Linked DNA regions of Sus scrofa: region 1 is linked to region 2. The links are chromatin contacts, called in public Hi-C maps. All regions are on one chromosome and are shown on one strand. Each heading gives the region's core, a stretch centred on a gene start, on an enhancer-like site or on the middle of the called end of the contact. The rest is flanking DNA. Distances are from core to core; before and after follow the strand shown. Region 1 has its middle 120 kb from the start of SMAD2. Region 2 has its middle 40 kb from the start of SMAD2.

The links. Hi-C and Micro-C count contacts between places; a contact is called where the count stands out from the background.
Region 1: a Hi-C map of liver shows a contact between it and region 2, with 3 times the contacts expected there. The contact joins two enhancer-like sites. A contact is called at or near these places in 2 of 5 promoter capture datasets (fetal liver and liver), 11 of 47 Hi-C or Micro-C datasets (alveolar macrophages, brain, embryonic fibroblasts and 7 more) and 1 of 2 datasets of contacts at active chromatin or transcription factors (alveolar macrophages).

The regions. Positions count from the first base shown.
Region 1 is chr1:97,599,647-97,606,092 of Sscrofa11.1, forward strand. No RefSeq gene overlaps it. Among named protein-coding and RNA genes, the nearest start is that of SMAD2, 120 kb to the left of the region's middle. Within about 2 kb of position 2,240, at least 52 of the 83 cell types and tissues checked have an H3K27ac peak or open chromatin away from gene starts, as enhancers often do. A contact at or near this core is called in fetal liver and liver, where this site is marked.
Region 2 is chr1:97,521,388-97,526,914 of Sscrofa11.1, forward strand. No RefSeq gene overlaps it. Among named protein-coding and RNA genes, the nearest start is that of SMAD2, 40 kb to the left of the region's middle. Within about 2 kb of position 3,569, at least 2 of the 83 cell types and tissues checked have an H3K27ac peak or open chromatin away from gene starts, as enhancers often do. A contact at or near this core is called in fetal liver and liver, where this site is marked.

The sequences.
Region 1 (6,446 bases), core at 990-3,489, 77 kb after region 2:
CTCTGTTAAGCCACGATGCCGAAATACACATCAAGGGTGGAAAAGAGTAATCTACAGTCTGGGAGCCAAATCCAGCTCTGTGCCTGTTTTTGTAAATAAAGTTTTATTGGAACACAGCTGAGTCCATTTACTATGCATTGTCCGTGGCTACTTCACTCCCACTGCAGTGCTGAGTGGTTGTAGCAGAGACTGTTCGCCCCTGCGAAACCTAAAATATCTACTATCTGGCCCTTTTTAGTCAAGGTCTGCACTGGGCTAGAATATATAAATCAAGATGGATTTCTCTGGCAGTTCCCATCGTGGCGCAGCAGAAACAAATCTGACTAGGAACCATGAGGTTGTGGGTTTGATCCCTGACCTCACTCAGTGGGTTAAGGATCTGGCATTGCCCCGTGAGCTGTGGTGTAGGTCAAAGAAGTGGCTTGGATCTGGCATTGCTGTGGCTGTGGTGTAGGCCAGCAGGTGCAGCTCTGATTTGACCCCTAGCCTGGGAACCTCCATATGCCGCAGGTGCAGCCCTAAAAAGCAAAAAAACAAAAAGATGGATTTGATGGCTTTCTCCAAGAAAGTGTGTCATCAGGCAAGTTACTTCTTAACCCAAGACCTGATATCTGAGTCCACAGAATCAATGCCAATGACCACAGGAACTTGTATTTAATCAATTGATAATGACATCAGGCACGGACGTCATCAAAGCTCTCAAGTGACAGTCTCAGCAGCCATTTACTGATGAGACTGGAGTGGGTGGTAACTGTGAGGAAACAACCACCTCACAGGGGAAGAGGTCTGTGCTGGAGGCTAGAAGCTGAGGAATAGAGGAAGGGACAGGTTTAAGGGGAAACTGACCTAGCCTTGGGGTTGAAAGCAGACCTCACTGTTCCAGCTCTGGAAGGAAACTGCAGGGCTGAAAGGGAGGGTGGAAAGTGCACACACAGTGGATGCTCCATCAGCATCCTCTATAGAAATGCTCGATACCAGTCAGTTTTTGCCCTGTGAGCAACAGCCCGGCAGAGGGGGCAGAGCTGGAGAAGACAGGATCCTTCTGGCCAAAGTCCATGTGGAAAGGAATGATTTTTTATCCCTTCCCCTTGATAAGGGGCCCAGTTCAGTGGCCTGTGTGTGTGTGTGTGGCCATCCCCTGGGATCTAGGAGGTTCTCTGAGACTGGCCTTGAGAGGTGGATGGGGACTTGCTGTGACCCCCCCCCAGGATGTGGGTCATGGAACAAAGATGAACTGGCCCAGGATGCTGACTAAGAAGTTGTGTCTCCGAAAGCAGAGGGTCAGAACGGTCTGCATCTGCTTCTCTTCCTTGATCACCGCCCCCTACCCACTTCAAGCCTTGGTGGATACTCCAGCCTGGTCTCAGGCAAGCACAAGGGTTAAGGGAGGGGTCCCACACCCAGTTTGGGGCCACAGCATGGAATCAGGAATGGCAGCACCCATGGCAGTGTGCCCAGCAGAGTCTTCTCCCCTTGCCAACTCCGGCAGCTCTGGGTTTTGTTTTGTAGGAGAAAGTGGCACTCCCTTCTCCAGAGGAGATGCTAGACAAGGGTAGCTTCTGAAAGCAGAAGATGGCAAAGACCAAGGGACAAAGGGCAGTGTGATCGGGTGACGAAGGGTCCTGGCCAGGAGAGGTTCCCCTTGCTCTGGGGATGGTGATACTGCAGAGGGTCTCCTGGTAGACTGTGCACACGGGAGCCTAGGGTGGGGGACCACTGCTATGTGCTTCTCTGCATCTCCGCTGACCTTAGTCCATATCCCGGCCTCGGAGGGTGAGGTATCCGGGGGCCACCACTGTCTCTCGTCCCCTCTTAAACATGGCTCTGCTGGACCTGGCTAAATGAACAGGAGCTTCTGTTCTAAAGCAGTGAGCTCTCCTCTCTCTCCCTCAAACTCCATCCCGAGTCCGATCTCTGCTCAGCGCTCGGATGGAGGCTTCTGTGCGGGAATCTTTCCCAGCGGGTGGGGAGTCACAGCACCTCCTCCCCTGCCTGCTTGCCCGGCTACGCAGAATCTCCCGCAGCAGCCATGTCTGGCGTTATAGTTTTTTCTACTTGGGGCGTAGATCCTTCTGTGGGGCCTTCCAGCCTGCCTTGGAACCGCAGAGCCAGAGCCCCCACGTTCCCCGCGGCTCCGCCCCCGCCTCGCCCCCACTCGTGGCTGCGCTTTGTTCCCTACGTGGCGCAGCTGCGCGCGGCGGCCACACGGGGGCGCGGCGGGGCTGGCGGCAGCCGGCGGGGACCGGCCTCCTTCCTCGTCCCTTCTCTTCTCCTCTCCCCTCCCCTCCCCGTGCTGTGCCCCCGCCCGTGCCCAACCGGGCTCAGCGACGAGCGCGCCAGGCTTCCCGGACCGGGCCGGGCAGCTGGGCGCCTTGGGGGTACTTCCGATTCGGAGCCTCCCCACCCTTTGACAAAACAGCCCCTTCCTAGGGACCCCGCCTGGAACCCAGCCCGCAGTGTCCCGCTGCCCGGTTCCCGCCGGCGCGCTGGAGTCGGGGACAGACTCCAGGCGGCGCCAGCCCACACGCATCACCCGCCCCACCGCAGCGCCCCCCAGCCCTGCCCCCCGGTGTCTCTGTGACCAGCGCGGGTGCTTTTATTCTGGGGGAAATTTCTCCCAAGTCTCACTTTACACTGGGGAAGAAATTCCTCCCTTACTCCTTCCTATCGGTTATCTATAAATACTTCCAGACTTCTAATAGGCGCTCCGTATACGTTGATGAGCTGAGCGAATTCTGTTAGGTGTAATTTTTTAGACCCCACGGTTTCCACTTCCCGCAAAGTGGGAGTTGGCATGCTGAGGGAACTCTCTGCTGCCCCCATGTGGGTGCCTCTTGCCTCCACAAGCGGCAGGTCGCAATCTGCATATTCTTAACTGGATACACCAGCTCCTGGCCCCCAGCATAGCGTACTCCAGAGTTGTCCCTGCTTGTGTCCTGGGAGCTGAGGGAGGTTGGGTTGCAGTTGGGCAGCATGTGGAGGGGAGGTCCGGCCACATGTTTCTATAGTTGCGTGGGTCTCCCATGGTGTCTTCAACAGCTTTACGTGCCAGGCACATCCTGAGAAATTAACAGCTCATCCTTCTAATTTAAAAAGAGGATGTCCTTGTACTTCTTTCTTCCAGCTTTCCCACAGGATCCGGCAATTGATTAACCGTCATAATCAGATTACCCAAAACAACAACTCAGATAATCACTGGGATAAGTAATGTATGAGGCTCTGCCCCTCCCTGCCTCCTGCCTCCCCTCCTCTCTTCCCTCCTTCCTTCCTTTTCCATTTGAAGAATAAAAGAAAAGCAAAAGGAAAAATGTAAAGAAACATAAACACAATCATTTATTTATTCTGCTTTTTGGGGCCGCACCTGAGGCATGTGGAAGTTCCCAGGCTAGGGACTGAATCGAAGCTCCAGCTGCTGGCCTACATCACAGCCACAGCAATGCTGGGTCCCGGACCCAGGGACTGAACCTGTATCCTCAGGGATACTAGTCGAATTTGTTTCCACAGTGCCACAATGGGAACTCCAGAACAGTTATTTAAAATGTTATTGATATGGAGATTCCGTCCTGGCGCAGTGGAAACAAATCCGACTAGGAACCATGAGGTGGCAGGTTGGATCCCAGGCTTCCCTCAGTGGGTTAAGGATCTGGCATTGCGGTGAGCTGTGGTGTTGGTCACAGACGATGCTCTGATCTGGCATTGTTGTGGCTGTGGTGTAGGCCAGCAGCTGTAGGTCCAATTAGACTGCTAGCCTGGGAACTTTCATTTGCCTCTGATGCGGCCCTAAAAAGCAAAAAGCAAAGGAAAAAAAAAGTTGCTGATAGATCAAAGAAGAAAGAAAAGCAACAGTGACTGAGCACCTATTAATGGCACATGGGGCCGGAGTTCCCCATGGGCCTTCTGGCCCCATCAGAAACTTCCAAGTGTATGCTATCACCTTCATTCTATGAACCAAAACACACTCAGTAACACTCCCCTTCTGACCCCCCCAGAGCAGTGGGCGGGGCCTAAGTGCAGACTGGGAGGGAAAGTTCCCCATCTTTTCCAGAAACCAGGAGCGCCCTCTGGAGGAGGAAGTAAGGTAGTGAGCCCCAGTATTCCCCAGGGCGTCGTTCTGGGCACATTTTGCTATGTTCTTTCCTGCGATGCCACCCTCGCTTCCCCCAGCTGCAGCACCCCCCTCTGCCACAAAGGCCCACCTGTGTGAGCCATTTTAGCTATCAGAATAGGAAAATGCACTTTTGCATTTCAGAGTGGAGCTCCTATAGGAGTGATGTTGAAATGGCAACAAAAAAAGCCTGTTTTCATTAAAACACACATTCAGGCTTTGCTGTGCGGAGTAAATTAGGAAAAGCCAATTTGAGGAAGGAAGCTCAACATGGAGCTTACTTCTCAGTAAGATAGCAGAGAAGTGTGGATTCGAGTGTGGGAGAAAGTAGAGGTGGCTGTATCCACCGCCAGGGAGAGAGAGGGCAGAAATGACCATGCTGAGGAGGCTTACTGCTTGGGAAGTTACCTTTATTTATTTATTTTTTTAAATTTATTTTTGTCTTTTTTTTGGGAGGTTCTCAGGTTAGGGGGTCTAATTGTATCTGCAGCCAACGCCAGATCTGAGCCATGTCTGCGACCTACACCACAGCTCACAGTAACACTCTTAACCCACTGAGCGAGGCCAGGGATTAAACTCACAACCTCAGGGTTCCTTAGATTTGTTTCTGCTGCGCCATGACGGGAACTCCTTGAGAAGGTAGTGTTCCATAGTTCCTAGGCTTGGGGAGGGTGAAACAGTGCAAGATGTTTGTCTGTTTGTTTGTTTATTTATGTCTTTTTAGGACCACTCCTGTGGTGTATGAAAGTTCCCAGGCTGGGGAGGGTGAAACCGTGTAGGATGTTTGTTTGTTTATGTCTTTTTAGGGCCACACCTGTAGCATGTGGAAGTTCCCAGGCTAGGGGTCAAACTGGAGCTACAGCTACAGGCCTACGCCACAGCCACAGCATCGCCAGATCTGGCCACATCAGTGACCTACACCACAGCTCTCATCAATGCTGGATCCTTCAGCCACTGAACAAGGCCAGGGATCCAACCTGAGTCCTCATGGATACTAGTCGTGTTCATTACCACTGAGCCACGACAGGAATGCCTGTGTAGAATGCTTAGCAGAGCTGTAGAGAGTTGAGATGTCTGGAGGAAATCGCCAGTAAGAGCTTTGTCTAAACAGACTTCTGCTCCCAGTCCCGGGTCCTTGCCTCATTCTGGGCCTCAGCTTCTAATGGGGACCAGGAGTCAGCAGATGGGGCCTGTAGCCCTCACTCTGCTGGAGCTCACCCTCCAGCCTTATTCTCACTCTGTTGTCACTTTGAACTTGGAGCCTCTCCTTTGCAAAATATTGCAGGGATCTGTGCCAGGTTCTGAGGCCGCCCACGTTATTGGAGCACTTCCTCTGGTTGGAGAGTTCCCATCATGGATCTTCTCGCTCAAGGCAGAAGCCAGAAGCTCGCTTCCCCACTTGGGCTGCAGTTAGGCCGAGGCGTGGGGCCTGAGCTCTTCCAGTCAGACGCACCAACACCAGAGCAACGGGAGGAGGTCCAGACATGTGGAATCTGTTTTCTAGGAAGCAGGGTGGTAGAGAGTGGGCCACGGGGCGGAGTCCCAGTCTCCTGGGGCTGGTGTATAATGGGGTGAGCTAAGGGGTCTGGGCCTGTCATGATCCCCATCAACAGCAGCATAAGTAATCATCACATCTCTGCTGGAACCACCGGCCACAGTGTGGTCTGGAGTTGTTCCTGGGTTCCTGGCTTCCAGGCCGTAGACTCTGGGCAAATTTTGGACAAGGACACCCCTTCCAGACACTTTACTGCCCATCCTCTTGGAAATCAATATGATGTGGAAACCCAGTACCTGTTATAACAAATACACAAACCTGTCTAGGGTGTGAATGGCACCTCTTCAAAAGTGATGTTATGCAGTCTGCAACCTGCACAACTGAATGTGGTGTTCCTGTTGTGGCTCAGTGGTAACGAACCCGACTAGTATCCATGAGGACTCAGGTTGGATCCCTGGCCTTGTTCAGTGGCTGAAGGATCCAGCATTGATGAGAGCTGTGGTGTGGGTCACTGATGTGGCCAGATCTGGCGATGCTGTGGCTGTGGCGTAGGCCTGTAGCTGTAGCTCCAATTTGACCCCTAGCCTGGGAGCTTCCACATGCTACAGGTGTGGCCCTAAAAAGACATAAACAAACAAACATCCTACACGGTTTCACCCTCCCCAGCCTGAGAACATTCATACACCACAGGTGTGGTCCTAAAAAGACATAAATAAACAAACAAACAGACAAACATCTTGCACTGTTTCACCCTCCCCAAGCCTAGGAACTATGGAACACTACCTTCTCAAGGAGTTCCCGTCGTGGCGCAGCAGAAACAAATCTGACTAAGAAACCCTGAGGTTG
Region 2 (5,527 bases), core at 2,319-4,818:
TGAGGCATGCTGCTACATAGATGGATCTTGAAAACATAATGCTAAGGGAAAGAAATCAGTCACAACAGGTCACATACTGTATGATTCCATTTATATGAAACAGCATAGGCAAATCTGTATGGACAGAGAGTAGATTAGTGGTTGGCTAGGTCTGAGAGCCGAGGGGGGTGGGATAGGGAGAAAATGCTAGTGGGTACAGAGTTTCTTGCTGGAGTTAAAAAAAAAAAGTTAATTATTATTATTATTATGGCCATGCCTACAGCCTGCGGAAATTCCCAGTCCAAGGACATAACCTGAGCCACAGCAGTAACCCAAGCCACAGTTACAATGCTGAATCCATAGCTGCTAGGCCACCAGGGAACTCCAAAAATGTTCTAAAAGTAGATTGTGGTATCGATTGTACAAACCTGTGAATATACTAAAAACTATTGAATCGTATATATTAAATGAGTGAATTTTGTGGTATGTGAGCTATGTTTCAATAAAGCTGTTTGTTTGTTTTTTTAACTAATAACATAGGAAAGGCTCTCTTTCCTTAAGGAGCTGACATACTTGTGGGGCAGCAAAAAAGCAGGAAATAACACAGCTTCAACTAACTGTAGGCCTCTTCCTCACCCCTCTTCTTTCTTGTCTTTTTTTTTTTTTTAATTTTTTTGGGCTGCGCTTATGGTATATGGAAGTTCCCAGGCTAGGGTTTGAATCATAGCTGCAGCCGCCAACCTTCACTACAGCCACAGCAACACTGGATCCAAGCTGCGTCTTTGACCTCAGCTCTTGGCAACTCCAGATCTTTTAACCTACTGAGCAAGGCCAGGGATCTATCCTGCATCCTATGGATACTAGTGGGAGTTCTTTTTTTTTTTTCTTTTTGTATTTTCAGGGCTGCACCCTCGGCATATGGAAGTTCCCAGGCGAGAGGTTTAATCCGAGCTACAGCTGCCAGCCACAGCAATGCCAGATCCAAGCCAGGTCTGCAGCCTACACCATAGCTCACAGCAATGCTAGATCCTTAACACACTGAGAGAGGCCAGGGATTGAACCTGCATCCTCATGGATATTGGTCAGCTCGTTACTGCTGAGCCACAGACGGGAACTCCCTGAGATTAGTTGATAAACAGTTTTCTTTTTTTTTCTTTTTGTCTTTTCTAGGGCCGCACCCGCAGCATATGAAGGTTCCCAGGCTCGGGGTCTAATCAGAGCTGTTGCCGCCGGCCTACACCACAGCCACAGCAACTCAGGATCCGAGCCATCTGCAACCTACACCACAACTCAAGGCAACACTGGATCCTTAATCCATTGAGCAAGGCCAGGGATGAAACCCGCAACCTCATGGTTCCTAGTCAGATTCATTAACCACTGCACCACAACGGGAACTTCTAGTGGGTGTTCTTAACCCACTGAGCCAACAACAGAAACTCCTCCCTCTTCTTTCTGTATTCCTCAAGAGGAAATAGGTCCCCTCCTCTCTGGAACAGTACTTATACTTTTAAAAAATCACCTTTCTCTGGAAAATGAGATCCTTGAAGTAGGAAATTTGAGTCTATAGGTCTAGATGCGGCGCCTGGCATGTAGGAGGCTTATAATAACTATTGAACAGTGAATAAAGGACAGAGCCAGGACCAGAATGCCAGTGTCCTAAGTCCAGATCAGCACTGCTTCCAGTCCAGTTGGTGCCTGAAATGAAATCTCCCCAAATCAGACAGCCAACCAGGAGAGGTCTACACAAAAATAGTCATGCTTTTACGAGCTGTCAGTTTCCAGGTACGTGTTTACATTTTGGGCTATAAACGTAATTTTGCTGTGTCCTTTGAGTCTATCTGCTCACCTCATTTACAGCTTTCTCCCTTCCATTCATCACACTGTAGCAGCCTGGCCGGCAGTTTTAGTGTCTTGGCATTGTAACTCCTCAACTCTTGGCAGGTCAGCAGTGAGTGGGACTTCCTGGGCTATGCAAAAGGCCCAGATTTTAGAGGTTTGGTTTTTTACCTACCAAGAAGCACCAAGTAGAACTCTTACAAGTAAAGGTTATTTAAAAAATTATTTTTTCACAGTTCACTGAGGTATAACTTTGCAACAAGTGTTCTCTACTATTTTTCAAAAACAGTTTTATTGGGAGATAATCATGTACCATGCAATTTGCTGATTGAAACCGTACAATTCAATGGTTTGGGGTATATCCATAGAGTTATGCAGTGATCATCACAATCTAAGGGTAGAACATTTCATTATCCCCCAAAAGAAACCTCATGCCATTTACTCCCCCTCCTCCCTTCCCTTACTCCAGCCCTAGCCCACTAATCTAGTTTTTTGCCTTTATAGATTTGCCTATTGTGTATATCTCATGTAAATTAAATCATACAGTATATGACCCTTTGTGACTGACTTCTTTCCCTGAGCCTAATGTTTCCAAGGTTCATCTGTGTGGTAGCATCCCTCAGAACTCCATTCCTTTTCATGGCCAAATAATATTCCATTGTATGAGTATGCCACACTTTGTCCATTCATTAGTTGATGCACATTTGATTTGTTTCCAAAATTTTGGCTGTAATGAATAATGCTGCTGTGAACTTTCTTATATAAATTTTTCTACTACTTTCTAGATCATAACTTCATTCTCAAATTTCCTCTTGCCTTCTGATCAGCTCTAAGTATGCTGCCCCTCCGTCTACAAGATTCTGCCAGACTTTTTATAAAGGATTATTCATGGATATTGAAAGCTTGGCACATGTACAGCCTTGCTGCTATGGGAGTTGGCTGCCAATATATAAAATATTTCACTGAACTCATGAAACAATCATCTTTCCAATGACATTTTGTGACTTCTGTTCGAAGGTGCCAAGGAGCCAGGCCTTCCATTCATTCAGCAGAGCTATGTGTTCCTAGAGAATGTGCCCTGCATTAGAAACTGTGCACTGAGCTGGGAAGGGAAGGAACAGGACCCAGGCCTTTATTCTGTTAGAGGAGGCCATTCTCCAGGTGTGGTCCGGGTGGGCTTCCCAGAAGAAGAAGCAACTATAGCTGAAATGATGCTCCCAGGAGTTAGCCAGGCAAAGAGCAGAAACAAAGGAAGGCTGATGTGTGGAGGCCTGGATGTGAGAGGTATATATCTGGGTGGGAGGGAGGGAGGAAAAGAGAGAGAGTGCGCACCAGGCGATGGGGAAAGAGATGAAACTGCACAAGAATGACAAGTAAAGAAATGATCACAGGGAGTTCCCGTGGTGGCGCAGTGGTTAACGAATCCGACTAGGAACGATGAGGTTTCAGGTTCGATCCCTGCCCTTTCTCAGTGGGTTAACTTGATCCGGCATTGCCGTGAGCTGTGGTGTAGGTTGCAGACGCGGCTTGGATCCAGCGTTGCTGTGGCTCTGGTGTAGGCTGGCAGCTACAGCTCTGATTCAACCCCTAGTCTGGGAACCTCCCATATGCCGCGGGAGCCACCCAAGAAATGGCAAAAAGACAAAAAAAAAAAAAAAAGAAAAGAAAAAGAAAAAAAGAAATGATCACGGCTTGAAGGGGAAGGGTTCAAAGTTCAGCAGAATGAAACAGTCACTGAGTGTTTGACCCTCTAAAACAAACAAGCAGAAGAACTTGTTGAAAAATGTACACTATGAAAGGGAACTCATGGTTTGTTACTGTTCAGTCCTCTTAGTGGAAGCAAATACATTTCTTTTTAATCAAAATATTCAAATTTGGCACCACTTGCAATCCTAGTAATATTTTAAATTATTTTTTCATTGAATAAATATGGATTTAGACCCTCCTATCTATTAGAAATTATTACTCTCATCTCTGAGGCTATAAACTGTTTCCTGATTCTTGGTTCCTCACTTCCAGGCATTAAATGGTAAATCAAGTAAGACCTGAAGAAAGGAAAAAACCCACAGAGCTATTTTATCTATTATATATATTTAATGAATTACTTATTTAGAAGAATAGGCACGACAAAATAATTCAAAGAGTCTCAGCACTAATCTCTCTCCTTAGCACAATTGTAATTAATATAATTGTTTAAAGAGCCCTAGACCAAGGGGCCTTCAACTAAGAGTCTTTGAAATATTCTTGCTTTGGAAACCTTTGTATACTCTGGTACAATTCAGGGTGGAACCCTGGGAGTATAATAAACACATCTACTAAACATTTCAGGCAAAGCACTATCCTTTGAGCTATGGGGAACATGAAGGACATAAAGATGGTATGAGGGGCTTCTTCTCTCACTGAGATTCTACTTCACCTGAGAACAAAGGAAAGGAAGAGAGCAAACCGTTATTGCTCATCCTATCATTGTGTAAGGCTCCTAAAGCCTACCTTATCTCACTTAATTTCCAAATAACCCCAGAAACAAGGAATTTTTCTTATAAACAACAAAGTCCCCATAGAGGTTAAACACCTTGCCTAAGATCAATAAGCTACTGTGGACGTTTCCAATTGAGGCAAACTCCAGGAAACACATACCAAGTGCAGACACATGGGCAGCCTCTTAGTTCAGCTGAGCACAGATGAGGCTGGGTTCTCTCCTAACTGACCTTCATGGGTCCTGTTTGCATATCTGCTCTTTGTTCCGGGGAAGGCGATAAAAAGAGCTTCCAGAACCTGGGGTTTGGACATGGGCAGCCACCAGGGAATGCGGGTGTATTTCCGCAGGGTCTTTGTTGTACCACTGGGCCTGGGGGTGGGGGGTAGGGTGGGAGAGCATGGGGCAGGCATGCTGCTGCCCAGGCCTGAGTCCCCCTGCACACACCCTGCCTAAGCCTGCTTGGACGCTTGGGATGGGGCTGTAGCCTGGGGTGCAGGGAACTCAGGGAGTGGGGGCAGGGAGCAGAGGGAGGACAAGAGTTGCAACTGGGAGCTGAGTGCTTTTGCCTGGGTAGAGAAGCAATGTAGCTCAGCGGCTCCAGAAAAGGCAGAGGCCAATGTGGCCAGGAAGCTGCATCTCAGAGGGACTAGATATGGACGTGTCCCCAAGAAGGAGTCACCAAAGACTGTGAGACAACCAGGCTTAATGATGCAGGGGGATTTCTGCTACAGTGTTTGGGCAGGGCCTTGCCCAGAATGGAGAAGCACATCCCTAGAATGGAGGGTGTCTGGTTCTAAAATATCTATTAAGCATGTACTCTGTGTCAGGCACTATTCCAGAAAATTGCCAATAGCATTAAATGAAGCAAACATTTCTATCTCCTCAGGGCTTGCATTGTAACATGGGAGGAGGGGATAGAAAAAAAGAAAAATGGATAGTAAATATCAGGGGAGCTAGGTTTGGAGGAGAGAGAGAAAGCAGAGAAGGAAAACTGGATATAAAAAACAGGAGATCCCACTGTGGCACAATGGGATCGGTACCATCTCTACAGTGGCAGGATGTAGATTCAATCCCCAGCCCAGCACAGTGGATTAAAGGATCTGCAGCTGTGCCCTAGGTCACAACTGTGGCTCAGATCTGATCTCTCACCTGGGAACTCCTTATGCCAAGGAGTGGCCAAGAATGAGAACAAAAAGAAAGGAAGCAAGGAAACAATGAAGGAAGAATGAAAGA